Regions from separate parts of the Mus musculus genome. Here all the other regions are linked to region 1. Evidence: chromatin contacts called from public promoter capture Hi-C data. All regions are on one chromosome and are shown on one strand. The core of a region is the stretch at or near the end of the contact, and the rest is flanking DNA. Distances in the headings are between cores, read along the strand shown. Region 1 holds the start of Pygl (liver glycogen phosphorylase). Region 2 holds the start of 4930512B01Rik (RIKEN cDNA 4930512B01 gene). Region 3 overlaps Atl1 (atlastin GTPase 1).

Region 1 (5,138 bases), core at 1,177-3,676:
AGTTATTGCCTCTGCCTGGCCATAGCCTCTTTAACACAGTTGGTGGCACGGTCCCTCCTCACACTCTATGACTGAAGCGTTATGAGATCTACCTTTTGCCCATGTCGAAGAAATGTTCAACCCCAAGGGACAGGGTGGGCTCACTGACTAGATACCAAGTCAAGAAAATAATGCACCCATCGTTATCCTTGCTCCCAGAAAGACTCCTGTGCCCTTCAACAGACAGGAGATCTAGGACCCACCTGCACGAAGACATCCCTAGCAAAACTGGAAAATTGCCTTTGCCTTTGGAATCTTCCAAAGTTTGAACAGTTTAGATACCGTCCATGACAACAGGGCAGTCATGGTGGTGGCAGCACGAGGGGCTGGCCACGTTGCACCACAGTCAGGAAGCATAGAGGGGCGAGCACTGTTGCTTTCTCCTGTTTTACTCATTCCAGAACCCTTTCCCACAGGACGGTGCCAATGGCACCAACCACCTTCAACATCTGTCTTCCTTCCTCATCTCTGAAAACACCATCACTACCCAGAGGCATGCCTGGTACTCCATTATTCCAACTCCAGTCAAGTTCACAATGAAGACTCATTACCACAGAATTCAAAAATGATAACTTTAAAAAAATTAAAAAGAAAAAAAAGCTAGGTTTTGCAATCTGCCAAAGGACCTGCTCACTGGGATTTCCTTCCCACTTCATCATTTGCCTCTTAGTTTTATTTTTTTATTAGATGTTTTCTTCATTTACATTTCAAATGCTATCCCGAAAGTCCCCTATACTCTCCCCCCAACCTGCCCTGCTCCCCAACCCACCCACTCCCACTTCCTGGCCCTGGCATTCTTCTGTACTGGGGCATATGATCTTCGCAAGACCAAGGGCCTCTCCTCTCATTGATGGCTGACTAGGCTATCCTCTGCTACATATGCAACTAGAGACACAGCTCTGGGGGGTACTGGTTAGTTCATATTGTTGATCCTCCTATAGGGTTGCAGACCCCTTTAGCTCCTTGGGTACTTTCTCTAGCTCCTTCTTTAGGGGTCCTGTGTTCCACCCAATAGATGAGATTTTGCTGACAGGACCCTGATATCGCTATCTCTTGTGAGGCTATGCCAATACCTGGCAAATACAGAAGTGGATGCTCACAGCCTCTTAGCTTTAAGTCAAGCATTCTGACCAAACTCTGCACTCACTCTCAGCTCTGGGTATCTCTGGCTCAATCAAATCCAACCCTTACCCTGTCTCATAGGACCATGCTGTCCTCAAAGCCATTGCATGAAGCCACTTAGTTTTCATCTGCCCCAAAGGCTGGAGCCAAAACCCTGGAAGCTGGAAGGACCAGGATCTGAAACCGCAGTTAGATCTGTGACAGTAAAACTTTCACTTTTAGGGTAATAGCTGGTTTATATGAATTAAGTAACCAAACTCCTTCTCTGGCCTCTAATAGTTAGCTTTGTTTAGAAAGAAAAAAAGAAAGAAAAGAAAGAAGGAAAGGAGTGATAGACAGGAAGGAAAGAAGGCAGGCAGGTAGGCTGACACGGACCCTCTAGATGGCTCAGCAGGTAAAGGCATCTGCTGCCAAGCTTGACCGCTCTGGATCGATCCCAGCAACCATCACGAGAGGAGAGAACCAACCCTGGACCACTACGTGTCTGTGTGCACATTTGAGGACACACGCGTACAGTACATACATTTTGAGAAAAAAAAAATTGACATCTTAAAATGCCTCATGTTTACCTTTCCAAAGTTTAAACACCATCACATTCGGATCTGGTATAAAGATCACACACCAGTATGTCTCCTGAACACGGGACAACTGGTTCCTGGAGTGCTCTCTCCTTCTCCCTCCCTCCCCTTCCCCCACGCCCTCTTATCCTTATGCCTCATTTGGTCAAAGAGCAGTGCAAACAAGGGGTCTCAAATCGAACGAAGTCTTGTCCCCCACTGAGACTAAAGCTTTCTCAACAGACCCCTTGACTTTTACACCAACTGTGGCCAACTACTGTGGGTTAGTCCAGCCTGGGCCTAGGAGTCAAGAAACCCCAGTCCTGCGTCCTCAGAAAAAAAATAAATAAACCAACCAACCAAGGCCCCCTTAGAACCCAGGATAGTACTATGCCTAAAAACTGGGAAGCAAGACCGGGGCAATCAGGGTTAAATCACACTGACCCTACAATGTCACCCTGGGAAGCAACCGTGGAACCCACTGAGAAGAGGCAATGGCTTTACTGGGAACTCAACAAGCGAGCCAGCCGAGGCCTCCTTCCACACCGAGAGACGCGGTCAGAGCCTTTGCGCACTACGTGACCTGGACGTTCTGGGAGCGGCCGAGGGGCGGTGCCCGCAGCCGCAGCACCGCCCTGGGGCTCCCACGCCCCCCTGGGGGGGCGTCACTCTGGGAGCCACGGGTGGGCGGGAACCCGGAGAGGGGCGGATCCCCAACTCCCCAGCGTCTCAAAAGCAGCAAGTAAGGAAGGGAGGAGGCCAGTCCTGCAGCCCGGAGACCGTTCTGTGCTCCCTCCGCCCGCAACCATGGCAAAGCCCCTGACCGACCAGGAGAAGCGACGGCAGATCAGCATCCGAGGCATCGTGGGCGTAGAGAATGTGGCCGAGCTGAAAAAGGGTTTCAACCGTCACCTGCACTTCACTCTGGTCAAGGACCGCAATGTGGCCACCCCCCGCGACTACTACTTCGCCCTTGCGCACACAGTGCGCGACCACCTGGTGGGGCGCTGGATCCGTACACAGCAGCACTACTACGACAAGTGTCCCAAGGTACCAGGCGAAGGGCGTTTGTCCCCCCTCCCCTCCACTCCCTGTCCTGGTCTCGAAGTCTAGGCCAGCAGCAGGACATAGGCTCGGCCATCCCTTCCACCTCCCCCACAGCGGTGTGCCATCCTCAGGGCTCCACTGTGGTGTGAGATCCGGAGACCAGCTGGTGGCAAGAGCCCACGCTTCCCTCTCTGGCGAACTAAGCAAACTATGGAGTTTGCTCAGCACTTAACCAAGGGGGATCCTGCGCCTCCTATGTGATCCGTCCAGGTTCCGGGGGCCCTGACAATCCGCTCAGGTCCAGGGGGCCGGGAAGGGGCACAGAAAACAAAAACATACAAAAGCCTAGCCTTAGAGGGTCAAGCTTAGTGTTTAAGGAAAGGAGAGGGAAGTTTAGAGTTCCTCTAATAGTGACCCTGCCCAGGCCTCAGGGCTGCCTAGCTTAGCTGTGCAACAAAGATGGGGGAGGTCCCGGCCCAGGGCCCAGACCGAGTGGAGACTGCAGTTCCTGAACTTTGTGCTGACTGCCTGATGGGCCTTGCCAAGAGACTCACCTGAAGCTATCCCTGTAAAAACACCCTTCTCCCTTCCAGAAGCCTTGTGGAGGCCCCAGAGATGTGGGGGACACCACATTTAGGCAACCAGCTCCTATTTCTACCAAGGGCCAGAATGCGGAGTCTCTGGGGTGGTGGACATGTGGAGGAACACCACCCCATCATGACCAGTCTTGGAAGAGAACCAGAGCTAATGTGAAAGGTTGGGGAGGAGCGGACAGGGAGAGTGCAAGGCGGCAGCAGCCTTATGGGGGATGGTGTGGTGAATGTTTTGGAAGAGAAAGCTGGAAAAACTGGCTTTGGAGTTAAGTTGGAAAAGATGAACAGCAGACCCTGGTGGCAATGGGAAATGCGGATACATACTTACTACTTAGGCGTTTCTAAATACATAAGAACATCGAGAAAATCTATCTCTACCATTTGTGCCTGAGAACTATAGGAAATTTCCAAGACTGAGGGATAAACTCCTATAGTAAGATACTGTGGTTCTAAGAGCCTAGCAGACTGCTACCCAAACAGGACAACTGCTAATTTGTATCCTTCCAACTCTAAACCTTTGCTTAGAAAAGACTTCAGGTCCACATTCATGACTGTGTCTTTTTATCCGTACAACAAGCTGCACCTTGAGTTAGAATTTTTTAGAGGTGGTACAGGACTTGCCTGAGTTGGAGCAACATTTTGGAAACACACAAACGCAACCGCTACTCTGTAGCATTTAGCATCCCAGCACAGAGAGATAGGTTGTTTCTGCTCCACGGGTAATCTTCCTGGTTCAATGGTTAGTTTTTCTCCTGACTCTTCCTTCCTATACAAGGGCAGAGTAGCAGCAAACATGTTGCATAACTCTTCTTAGAAGAGCTTGGAAGTTCTTAAAAATTGACTTCATGCAGGATCGTAGTGTTTGCTGCATGATGGTCTCTGTGGAAACTGGACAGTTACAGTCCTCGAAGAGAACTTGGGTAAAACCAGGAGGTGTGCCCAAGCTCCTTCCCCAGCCTTGCTCCCTGGTGTGCCCACAAGTCACCAAGTCCTGTTCCCTAGCCCAGTCCCTGTGGAAGCATGCCAAAGGTTTAATGATACTGAAGCCTCGTCCTGTCCCCTCAAACTCAGCACACAGAAACTCAAGTCACGTTCCTTCAAATCCTGACCTGCCCTCTGTGTTTTTTTAATTTAATGACTCCGTGTCACCACCATGACAGTCGCTACAGCCCAAAACTTGGTCTTAGCTTTTGACTTTCTTTTATATTCCCCTTTCAAATTTCTGCACTGCCCATCAAACTTCCCACTCTCTTCCAGCCTCTGCGTAGCTGAGAGGGCCTACAGGTCTGTTGTAAGGGATTCTCAGCCATGACCTCACTTCCCTGGAAGTGTAAGCCAGCAGCCAGAGGCTTACCATGGCTAACAGGCATACACCTCTTTGCCAGAGGTCCTCCTCTGGGTAGTTATGTTTCATGGCTTTGGGCTAGCCTCTGTGTCGTCAAATTCAGTGGCTTTGGGTTACAGTTCGGCATGCTTTCGTGCTTCCAGCTGTAACTTCAGTTACATCTTCATCTTCTCTGTCAGCTCCCAAAGGCACTGCATCTGTAGTCCCATTGCAGTCCAGGCCTGGGTCCAGCTGAGCTTCCTAAAACAACACATCTTGACTCTTGACTCTGTTAAGGTTGGCTGCAGACCCTGGCATAGTCCTTAAGCATGCTGAAGTCATCTTCCAGGTGAACCTGCCCTTCCATCCTCTCAGCCATTACCTGCCTGCATCCGCCTTCCCATCCTCCTCTCCTACTTACCCATTTCCAGCTCTCGCCCGCTGCTCACCCTCCAC
Region 2 (5,138 bases), core at 1,974-4,473, 440 kb after region 1:
TCAAAATCACTGTTTGAATTACTGACTGAGTCTCTCTCTCTCTTTTTTTTTTTTTTTTTTGAATCTATTAAATGAATTTTGGCTTGGGGTTTAGAACAAATTTTCCAAGAATTTTTTAATGTCCCTAAGTATGCTACTGCGGTTCTGTATATCATAGTTATACTGTTTTGGTGCCAAGTATTATAAAATCAAGGAATTGGTCAACTTTTTTTTTTTTTCTTTTTTTTTGGTTTTTCGAGACAGGGTTTTCTCTGTATAGCCCTGGCTGTCCTGGAACTCACTTTGTAAACCAGGCTGGCCTCAGACTCAGAAATCCGCCTGCCTCTGCCTCCCAAGTGCTGGGATTAAAGGCGTGCACCACCACACCCAGCTGAATTGGTCAACTCTTAAAAACAAAGATACTCTTGCAACATCAAATGTTCTTTATAGGAAGAAAAACGAGCATATTCATTTTGTTTTTAATAAGTGATAAAATTATATAGACACCAAAGAATTAGTGTGTATGAGAGAGAGAAAAAGAGAGAGGGAAAGAGAGAGAGAGAGAGGTGCATAAGGGGTGGTATTTTTTTGAGACAGGATCTAGGCTGGCTTGAACTGCCTGTGAGGCCTGGGAATAGACTTTAACCTTCCTGGTCCTCCTACCTTTAGCTCCCAAGTGTTAGATTTACACGAATATGTCACTAGTCCTGGCTCTCCAAGAATTATTTTAAAAATAATTTTTTCATGATTTAATTTTAGAAAACGTTTGACTTGTAAGCTTACTTTATATACCTATATAACCTGAAGACAGTTAAAAGCTTCTCGTGAAAAAAAGGACAGAGTGAGCAAAGCTCAAGAAGGCCCACAAGGGCATAGCTGTCAGGAGGCAGGTCATTAAGCGTCCTCTTAGAGGCTGCCTACAGCAAGCGTAAGTGAATAAGTGAATAAACAATTAACCACCAATGTGCTTACTAGCATAAGACTGCTTTCAATAACAACTCAGAGCAGTGTGGTCTTGCCATCACACAGAAGAACCTACCCAGTGAAAAGAGAAAGTGATAAAGAAAAATCAAAATGTCCCTACTTGGTGGTCCCTATAAACAACTCTCTTAAAAGGTGAAGGAGAACATTGTCAGAGACAGGAACAATAACAGCAATCCTGTCTCCCACTGGGGGCACCTACCTGGCGAGCACAGGGTCCTGAGCTCCACCCAAGTATGGAAATTAGTAATAAGATCGCCATCTTGTACTTAATTCAATCAACTAGAGGGGTTTTGTTTGTTTGTTTGTTTGTCCTTCTGCCTTTTGCCATGTCCCAAGTGAGAACTGCAGCCCACTGGGGAAGAGAGAGGTGTTGGCGCCAAAAAATTTCCATAAGTCTCTTAGAATCCTGAAGCGAGAACACATCTATAGGGAAGGTTAAAAGTCAAATTCATATTAAAACCATTAGAAGCCATTAACCATCTATTTTAATAGCTAAATCCGCTGGTGAGATGGCTCAGCAGTTAAGAGAGCTGACTGCTCTTCCATAGGTCCTGAGTTCAAATCCCAGCAACCACATGGTAGCTCACAACCATCCGTAATGAGACCTGACGCCCTCTTCTGGAGTGTCTGAAGACAGCTACAGTGTACTTACATGTAATAATAGATAAATAAATATTTTTAAAAAATAGTTAAAGCCAAAAGGACCGCAAGGATGCCGGGCACTGGGGACATTGCAGGTGGGAAGGTAAAATGGAAAAGATAAGCTCAATGTGCAGAGGTCTCCCGCTAAGGATTTCCCCAAGAAAAATGAAGACCTGGCTTCACAGAAAGCACCATGCACGGCGTCTATAGCGGCTTCATGTATAATCACCCCACACTGGAAACAATCCAAATATCCTTCAACCAGGATTGAATAAACAAATAAATACCAGTCAGTACGTTCATACAACAGAACGCTACCCGGCAATAAACAGGAAGACACTGCTGCTAAATGCAAGATGTGTGTGGCTCTCAGATGTATTCTGTGAAGTGAGAATCTGACTCAATAAAAGCTGTGCACTGTATGTTTCCATGTACGCGATATTCTGGGCAAGGCAAAGCTATCGAGAAGACAAAAGTCAAAAAGAGTAGGCATTCACATTTGCACATGATTTCTGGGGAGGGTCCCAGACCACCACGAGTCTATTCTAGTAACTCATTATACCTCTACCCTTTGCCAGGCAGCCGTCACGCTCGGTATGCCCAGACCCAGCTTCCTCTTGAGCTCTGTGTACATTTGCATCGCACGTTCCTTGCCCCGGGTTGGCCAGGTTTCACATCGTGCGTTTTCTCTGCTGTAGCCCTGCCGCCAGCACACAAGCACCTCGGCGCCTAGCATAGGGGATGGAAGGGCTGACAAAATGTAGAGGCTGTCTGTGCGATCCTTATTTCAAGATTTCCTGCATCCATCAACTGCCACTGTCACTGTACTGAAACAGGTTCAATAAGAAGGTGATTGGGGAAAGAGTCAAGGCAATCAAAGCAGGCTCTGCACCGCCAAGACCCCACTACATGGGAGGGAAGGCCATCCTGCCTCCCTCTATTGCCTCACTCTCTCTCATTCATTTTTCGAAGCTGCAGCACCGAGCAATTGCTGTCCTCCGGGGTTCACAGGCGAGGAACGGACACCAAGGAGTGGACGTAATAAGGTATGGACCTGGTCACCCTAGCCCGAGCAGGCTGCTAGGACAGCCTGGGAGCAGGCGTTCTCCCTGCAAACTCTCCATGCTGTGATTTCCACGATTTAAACCCTCTGGACCTGCAGCGCGGGGTCAGGGACCCGGCCAAGTGGCTGCGGGTACAGCAGGGCGGAGGGCGGCCCCGCCCAACCGGCGCGGTTCCCATGGGGATCGCAGCAGTCACCCAGCCGAGCTGCAGGCTGCTGTGCTAGAGCTGGGCCGAGAGGCGCCTCAGGAGTCAGGGTGGGAGGTCCCCACAGTCCCTGCAGTTCCCGCAGTCCCCACGGGCCCGGTTGCCCAGCCGGTGTCCTCTTCCGGAGGGAATTGAGACCCGAAACTAGAACCGGGGAAGCCCTTCGCCTTCCTGGTGCTCCAGCCAGCTCAAGTGTCTTAGATCGTATGAACCATAACGTTAAAAAGATAGATTATCTTACAGCTCGGCTCGTTTTTGGATGCTGGCTACATCTTTAGCTCGAGGGAATGAAACAGACAACTGAAATTAGGTCACCCATGGCAGCCACCTGTAGACTCCCAGCCTTGACCGCGATGTCATTGCTGGGTGGGGGTGGAGTCCACACCTGGCTGATCCTTATTCTTTAACTCGCGCCTTGTTTTCTCTAGATCGCGGACGACAGCCCTTACTTGATGAGGCTCGAGAGAGGTCAGTTCATAAACGACCTTTAAAAACTATATGAAAATCCGTTCTCAAGAAGACTTGCTCCTCCTCTGTAATGGAAAAATATGAAAAAATTGGAAAGATTGGAGAAGGCTCCTATGGGGTAGTGTTCAAGTGCAGAAACAGGGACACGGGTCAGATCGTGGCCATCAAGAGGTTTCTGGAAACCGAAGATGACCCTGTCATAAAGAAAATCGCCCTTCGAGAAATCCGCATGCTCAAGGTAGCTAATTTGCTTTTTCTGTGCTAGATAGATGCTCTGGGCTGAGGCTCTGCCCTCTTCCCACACAGCCTTTGTCTTCAATGGCACAAATCAGAGTCTGTGCGCAGAGAACGGATTATGTAAGAGTAAGAAGGTGGACAGGAGAGGTGTGGGGCTCTCTTGGCGTCAACTGCAGACAGTCTTTTCACGGGTCTCTAAGAAGCAGAATTTAAAACAACTCGACTTTGCTAGAGTTTTTGAGTTTTGAGCTTCCAGCTTGTTTTCATTTTGTATTTTTAACCCATTGTCCTGTTTTCTTGGGCTATATATGCATCTGTATATGTGTGTTCATGTGTGCGCGCATAAATGTGTGTGTGTGTGTGTGTGTGTGTGTGTGTGTGTGTGTGGCATTTGGAAGCCAAAGGTTAACACTAGCCATCTTCTTCAACCATTTTCCCCCTTGTATATGGATACAGTGTCTCACTAGGATTGCTAGCCAGTGCTCTCCAGGATCTAGTACTGGGATTGCAGGTGGACAGCTGCCCTCGGGCAGCATTTATTGTGAGTGTTGGAATCTAAGCTTAGGTCCTTGGACAAAGGTGTTCATTACAAGACAAAAGTGTGTTCCCTCTTATTCTGGAAAGAGGCTTCTCTGAATTTCTCAGAGGCAATGCAGCTGCTACTGCAGGATGAGGCAGGCCATGGATGGCTCCCATGGGGAATCAACTGTGCTTCAGAAAGTGTGGCCTCGGTGTTCTGTCCAGACCCTGGCCAAGTGTATGAGTGGATGATGCTCTCAGAAGGGGTGAACTCAAATGTTTGTGCCGGTTCCCAGCTGGGGTCCTCTGCCTACTCTCCTCCACACAGCCAGTGTTGCACTCTGCTCTCGTGAGCCACTGACCATGTCCACTTTCTCAGTAGAAGCTGATAGCTGCCTTACTCTTTATTTAGCATCATCATTGTCAATATTATTACTACTTTGTGGTGTTAAGGATTGAACCCAGAGACTTTATCAAATTAACAAAACCTTCTCTCACCGAGGCACATTCCCAGTCTTCAATGGGTTGATTTACTCAATAATAATAGTAATAATAATAATAATAATAATAGGCTAGAAAGATGGCTCAGTGCATAAATGTGCTCACCACCAAACTGATAGCCTCAATTTGATCCCTTGGTCCTACATGATAGGAGAGAATCGATTCCCCCAAGTTGTCCTCTGACCTCCATGGTACACAGTAACACTTATGTGTTCCATCCACCAAAATTAGTGTTCCCAGGAGCACGGTGGCTGTTCTCTTTGGCTCAGAGAATGTCCTCTCCGACCTCCCAGCACAGGTACGTGTATCTCAGCACATTTTATTATCACTGTGTTTCCAGGTGTAGCTCCCCGAGTTTCTCCTTCCAAGTCAATGCTAACTGAGTGAGAATCAAGGCCCCCAGGTTGACCTCTGACCCCACAGTGCTGTGTAGCAACTGTGTGTTCACCTACCTAAATAAATAACAATGTGAGGTGTGTGGTGAACACCACAGAGCGTGTGAAAGCAGGAAGCCCCCACCCTCTACACCAGGTGCTCAA
Region 3 (5,138 bases), core at 1,400-3,899, 320 kb after region 1:
ATTCTCAGTGGAGTCTGCATACCTGCTTCCCAGTGGTGACTATGAGTGGGATCCTCAATGCCACCCCAAACTCTGGTAAACAACGTTAAGTTTTTCTGCTCTCTGCCTCCCTGATCTCTGTAAAAAGGCACTGTCCCCTCCGTAAAAAAAAATCCTCATCTCAAAGTTCTACAAGGTCCTGGCTCTTATTTGCAAATGATTTTCTTGTTCTCTTCTTGGAAATCATCGTATTTTCAGAGTCTGAGCTATCTACTCCACCTCACTTTTGTCTTTGTGATGTCTCTGATGGCGGCTAGGAGAAAGGACCAAGGCGCTGTTTTCTTTAAGCATCAGTGGACTATTTTCTCATCAGAGAAACTCATGGCCTCTCATGAGAACCTGGTTTCCATATTATCCTCACATTCCAACTCATTCATTTGTAAAACCATCCCATGGTATCATGCTACAAAAAGTAAATCAGAAGAAAACCCGAGCTGCTAACTACAGTTCTCTAACTTACAAAACATATGACTTTAAGTCATTTATCCTACCAGTGACTACCACTGTTTCCATCTGCAAAACAGATACGTAAAGACATGAGTATTTTAACAGCTAAAGAGTAAATGGGATAATTCAGATGAATTTGCATTGAATATGCTGTCATATGCACTGCCAGGCACACAGTACCATGGCGGGTACTGGGAATACAGTGGAATTAAGGTAGGAATGGTTAACATCTTTGTTAAAATTTCTACCTCTTATCACTGTATTTCCTAAATAATTTATAGATACTCCACAGCAAGTAAAAACCTAAGTAGTGAAACACTGAAGTCAAACTCTAGCATTTCATTGTTTATTGAAAGTTTCCAGTGGACAAGTAATGACTGTAACATTCCCCCCAATGTATCACTTATATTGGTATTGTCCTGATGATTTTGGAGTGAACTGTTAGGAAGATGATTATTAAACATCAATGAGCTAAGAGGCAGTTTCTCAAAGTAACAACATCACAGGCTAGCTGTTCCTCAATACTTACAATACTAATAAATCAAACAACAAAGGCTTTCTAGGCTTTACTTCAGACCTGTTGACTCAAAACCCCTGGCTGGATGCTGTGGGGACATTTATTTCTATTAAGTTTCCAATGTGATCTTATGTAAATCCCATTTGAGAATGGCAAATCCAAGAAAGGAGGGGGGACCCACTATCTAAGAAATCTGTAACTAAAGACTGAAGAATAATGAGCTAAAACATAATAAGAAAAATTTTAATTCTCAGAAAAAAAAATTCTACATGCATGGCTCCTAGCTGGGTGGAGTCAACAATCCAACCACAGAATACTACTAAAATCTGAGTTGAACACACGCACCTTCACTGGGACGGTCAACGGGGTGCAAAGTTCTCCTATTCTAGAGGAAGAACAAGATGCAAAGGGACAGGAGAACCTTCACCCAAGCTTTCAAAGGAAGCAAAGACGGTATCTGCAATATTGAAATCCAGGGTTGATGATCTTGAAAATGAAATTGCGTTTGACTGTTGCCTGCCTGCCCCACCTCTCCACAGCAACCACTGATCTAGAATGTAATGTCTCAAATGTAATCCTTGCCCGCAGAACAGGACGATCTTGTGGCCGCCGCATCAATGCACGGCAAGGAGGCATTATAATCTTTTAACAAAGGAAAACAAGTAACTGGCTAGAAGGTACGACTATCCTCTTAGTAAGATGACAGAAATAGAACTCAGAATCAGAGAACCAAGGAGCACTGAACTCCCCTAGTGGGCATGAACTTTCAAAACAATAACAAAGCCAAACCACTTGAACACAATGTTTCTCTTATGCACCACCTGTCTTTGGTTTGAGATCCACATTGGTTCCGATCATAAAATTAGCTTATAGGGCTTTAGTTAGGATGTTGACGAGCTAAGCATTGTGCCTGCAAGAAATCTGGAGCCCAACCTACAAGGCCGCCCAGCCTGCCCACACTCCTCCAGATCTGGTCAGGAACAGCAGAGCGGGCGGGGCGCGGTTTCTCCCGCATCGCTGCGCTCTTCTCCTCTCTGCCTGCGTGAGCACCGCCCACCCACTCGCGCGTGAACCCACTAGGCCCAGCCCTTCCCTAGGCCCGGTGCTGAATCATGAACCCAGTATCTCTACAAGGTAAAAATCGAAGAACAAAGCCAGGCTAGTCTGAATTAGGCGAAAGGTCCATGTCAGCCAACAGGCTAGAAACCCCAACTCTGCTCGCTTTCTTCCCCATCCCTCCACTAACCCCAAACTGAGGTAAGTGTACAGTGCTGGAGACTCTCAGGAGGGTACCCCATCTCCCAGGCTGCTGAGATGCTTCTGCAGCGCAGTGTCCTAGCTCGCACGCTCCACCTCATTGTTCCACCGTCCTCCCAGAGCCCGCCAGCATCCGAGTAAGCCCTTGTCTCAGAAAGCTGGCTGGGGCTCCGCTTGCTCCAGATTGACCCTGTTCCCCTCTTTGCCAGCAACCACAGCTCTAGACCACCTTCTGCGCCCCCCTTTCAACCTATCTCTAGGGCGGAGCCCAGAGTCCCGGGAGCAACGGGGCGGGTGCTGTCCAAATGCTGGGAGGAGGCGGTGCAGGATGGGGAAGGAGCTGCAGGCCTGGCCTGCACCAGGCTCGGCACTGGTGACAGCGCGATTCCTTGGAGCAGTGAGCAGTCTTTGGTCGCAGAGGCTGGAACCCAGCAGCAGAAAACACAGGGCCAGACCCTGTGTAGGCTGCACAAGTTACCGATTGCTACTCACCCCAACTGTTTCTGTCCCTGCGGCTCTTAGCCATGGCGGTCTGTGGGCTGGTGTGGCGAGGCGCTGTCACTGCTCTTGCGGTCTTCTCCAGGGCCCCGCAGGTTTCTGGCAGTTAAGAGGCTCTGTGCCCGTTCTGGGCGCAGTTCGCTCAGATTCTGAGGATGTTGCTGTGGCGCTGGTGGGAAGGACTGGGGAAGAAAAGGGAGGGGAAAGCTGATGAACGGAGCTCAGCATCACCAGCTGGAGTTCACACAAATACCAGCGTCACACCCTCTGTACCTTGGCCCACCCCCAGACTGTGAAGACAGTGACAGACTATATACTGCATTGTTTTCAACAGAAAACACACAAAAATAAACATCACCCCTGTACATTTTCACAGAATTTAAAAGTATTATCTAGCGACAGAAATACACAAACCACCATTATTCTGGCTGTTCCAATACATGCTAGCAACATTTGGACAAATTAAAGTGCTCTGCATTCTCCTCAGGGCGTCATTTGTTAAGTAACGACATACTTTAAAAAGAGGATACTTTGCATTGCTGTATATGTATGCTGAGCAAGACTAGATGTTAAAATTAAGCTAATTTAGATCAAAGTATGCTAGAGGTTCACTGTAATTTGTAACTGGCTCAATGTCTAATTGCAACATGTACCCCAAAGTTGCAAAGACTGTCTGAAGATTTTACACACACACACACACACACACACACACACACACAAACACTAAAATCAGGCTCCATATGGGTGGTACAGGGTGCCTTGGCAGCCATAAAGGTTGCAGGCAAATATGAAGGAAAAGCACAATGCAACAAACACTTTTTAAAAATACCCTTCCTCTTTTTCTTTTTTTTTTTTTTTTTTTTTTTTTTTTGGTGTTTCTGCCTCTCTACCCATACTTCTGGTGTGGTCAGCATCCTACAGACACCATCACTTCCTGCTCTTTGACCATTGGATATTTCCACCCCCATTTATCTCCTCACACACCACCAGCCTCCTAAGGACTAGATCCATGGTCTCCACTTAAGCAGAATACGTTATAAGCAACTCCTCACTTTTGTAAGCCCATATCCCCTTTTCAGTGAAGCCATCTATGGGTAAATACTATGAGACTGGGCATTACAAAAACAGTTTAGGAAATAACTATGTATACAGTGAGTCTTCAACTGTTGCCTAAGGATTTTTCATCTAATGACTTCAGTACATCCTGGTATCCTTGTCTGAATTACTTTTATATTATTTTAAATGGAATTTTAAAAACAATTCTATAATTTCTTTACATTTTACAGTTAGTCTCTTCTTTCTCTCTCTCTCTCTCTCCCCCCCACACACACACACATACACACACACACACACACACACACACACACACACACACACACACACCTTATATATGTTGAGCATTCCTAAGATGGTTTGGATGAGAGCTCTCTCAATAGTCTTAGACATTTGAACACTTGGTCTTCAGTTGGTGGCACTGTTCCAGCAGGTATGATCTTGTTGGAGGAAGTATGTCAGTGCGGGCAGGTTTTGAGAACTTGCTTGCTGCTTGCAACTAAAGATGTGAGCTCTTAACTGTTCCTAGCCTGCTGCCTACCTGATACCGTGCTTCCCAGTCTAGACAGTAACAGACTCCTCCCTCTAGAACTGAAGCCCCAAATAAATCCTTTCTCCCCTAAGTTGCCTTGGCCATTGTCTTAGTTTGGGCTTCTATTGCTAGAAAGAAACATCACAACCAAAAAGCAAGTTGGGGAGTGTTTATTTGGCTAGACTTCCATACTCCTGTTCATTATTGAAGAAAGCCAGAAGAGGACCTCAAACAGGGCAGGAACCTGGAGGTGGGATCTGATGTAGAAGCCATGGAGGGGTGAGCTTACTGGCTTGCCCAGCTTACATTCTTTAGAACCCAGGATCAAGGATAGAACCACTGAAAATGGGCTGGGTCCTCCCCTATCCATCATTAATTAAGAAAATACCCTCTAGCCAGATCTAATGGAGGCATTTTTCTCCATCAAGGCTCCCTCCTCTGAGTTAACTCTAGCTTGTGTCAAGTTGACATAAAATGAACCAGCATAGTCACGTATTTAGCACAGCAACAGAAAAATGACTGCAGATACATGAACTCTTTAAAAGATTGTTCAATGCCACCCATATTTTTAAAGTGTGTGTGTGTACACGTGCGCGCGTGCGCGCAGATGTTTCTGTTTGTAGAGGTCAGAGGAGGATGTCTAGTGTAATTTTCTATCACTCAGTGTCTTGTTGTATTGTGACGAAGTCTATCATTAAACCTGGAGCTCACCAATTAGGCCAGGCTGGCTGTTAGCAAAGCCCCGAGCTCCTCTGTCTCTTCCCTAGCTAGCACTGGGGTTATAGGTGCCAGCGT

What was found. Promoter capture Hi-C pulls out the DNA fragments that hold promoters and counts their contacts.
Region 2: a contact with region 1 is called in a promoter capture Hi-C map of embryonic stem cells, with 2.2 times the contacts expected there. The contact joins the promoter of 4930512B01Rik here to the promoter of Pygl in region 1. A contact is called at or near these places in 3 of 39 promoter capture datasets (the 3T3-L1 cell line, embryonic stem cells and stem cell-derived epiblast-like cells) and 2 of 115 datasets of contacts at active chromatin or transcription factors (craniofacial prominence and embryonic hindbrain).
Region 3: a promoter capture Hi-C map of second pharyngeal arch cranial neural crest shows a contact between it and region 1, with 2.4 times the contacts expected there. The contact joins the enhancer-like site here to the promoter of Pygl in region 1. A contact is called at or near these places in 9 of 39 promoter capture datasets (the 3T3-L1 cell line, 3T3-L1-derived adipocytes, cranial neural crest and 5 more), 1 of 484 Hi-C or Micro-C datasets (the N1E-115 cell line), 3 of 115 datasets of contacts at active chromatin or transcription factors (astrocytes, craniofacial prominence and embryonic hindbrain) and 1 of 9 other capture datasets (adipose tissue).

The regions. Positions count from the first base shown.
Region 1 is chr12:70,224,971-70,230,108 of GRCm38.p6, reverse strand. Pygl (liver glycogen phosphorylase) reads left to right here and starts at 2,426. Exons shown (of 20, transcript NM_133198.2): 1 at 2,426-2,768. The coding sequence starts at 2,526. F730035M05Rik (RIKEN cDNA F730035M05 gene) reads right to left here and starts at 2,268. Exons shown (of 5, transcript NR_045174.1): 1 at 1,731-2,268. Gm38467 (a long non-coding RNA gene) reads left to right here. Exons shown (of 3, transcript XR_381644.4): 3 at 456-757.
Region 2 is chr12:69,788,429-69,793,566 of GRCm38.p6, reverse strand. 4930512B01Rik (RIKEN cDNA 4930512B01 gene) reads right to left here and starts at 3,223. Exons shown (of 8, transcript NR_033573.1): 1 at 3,116-3,223. It overlaps Cdkl1 (cyclin-dependent kinase-like 1 (CDC2-related kinase)), which reads left to right and starts at 2,860. Exons shown (of 10, transcript NM_183294.2): 1 at 2,860-2,924; 2 at 3,303-3,580. The coding sequence starts at 3,413.
Region 3 is chr12:69,905,607-69,910,744 of GRCm38.p6, reverse strand. Atl1 (atlastin GTPase 1) reads right to left here. Exons shown (of 15, transcript NM_178628.5): 2 at 2,753-2,940. The coding sequence starts at 2,786. Among named protein-coding and RNA genes, the nearest start is that of Map4k5, 15 kb to the right of the region's middle. Within about 2 kb of position 2,649, at least 137 of the 459 cell types and tissues checked have an H3K27ac peak or open chromatin away from gene starts, as enhancers often do. A contact at or near this core is called in the N1E-115 cell line, craniofacial prominence, hippocampal neurons and 1 more, where this site is marked.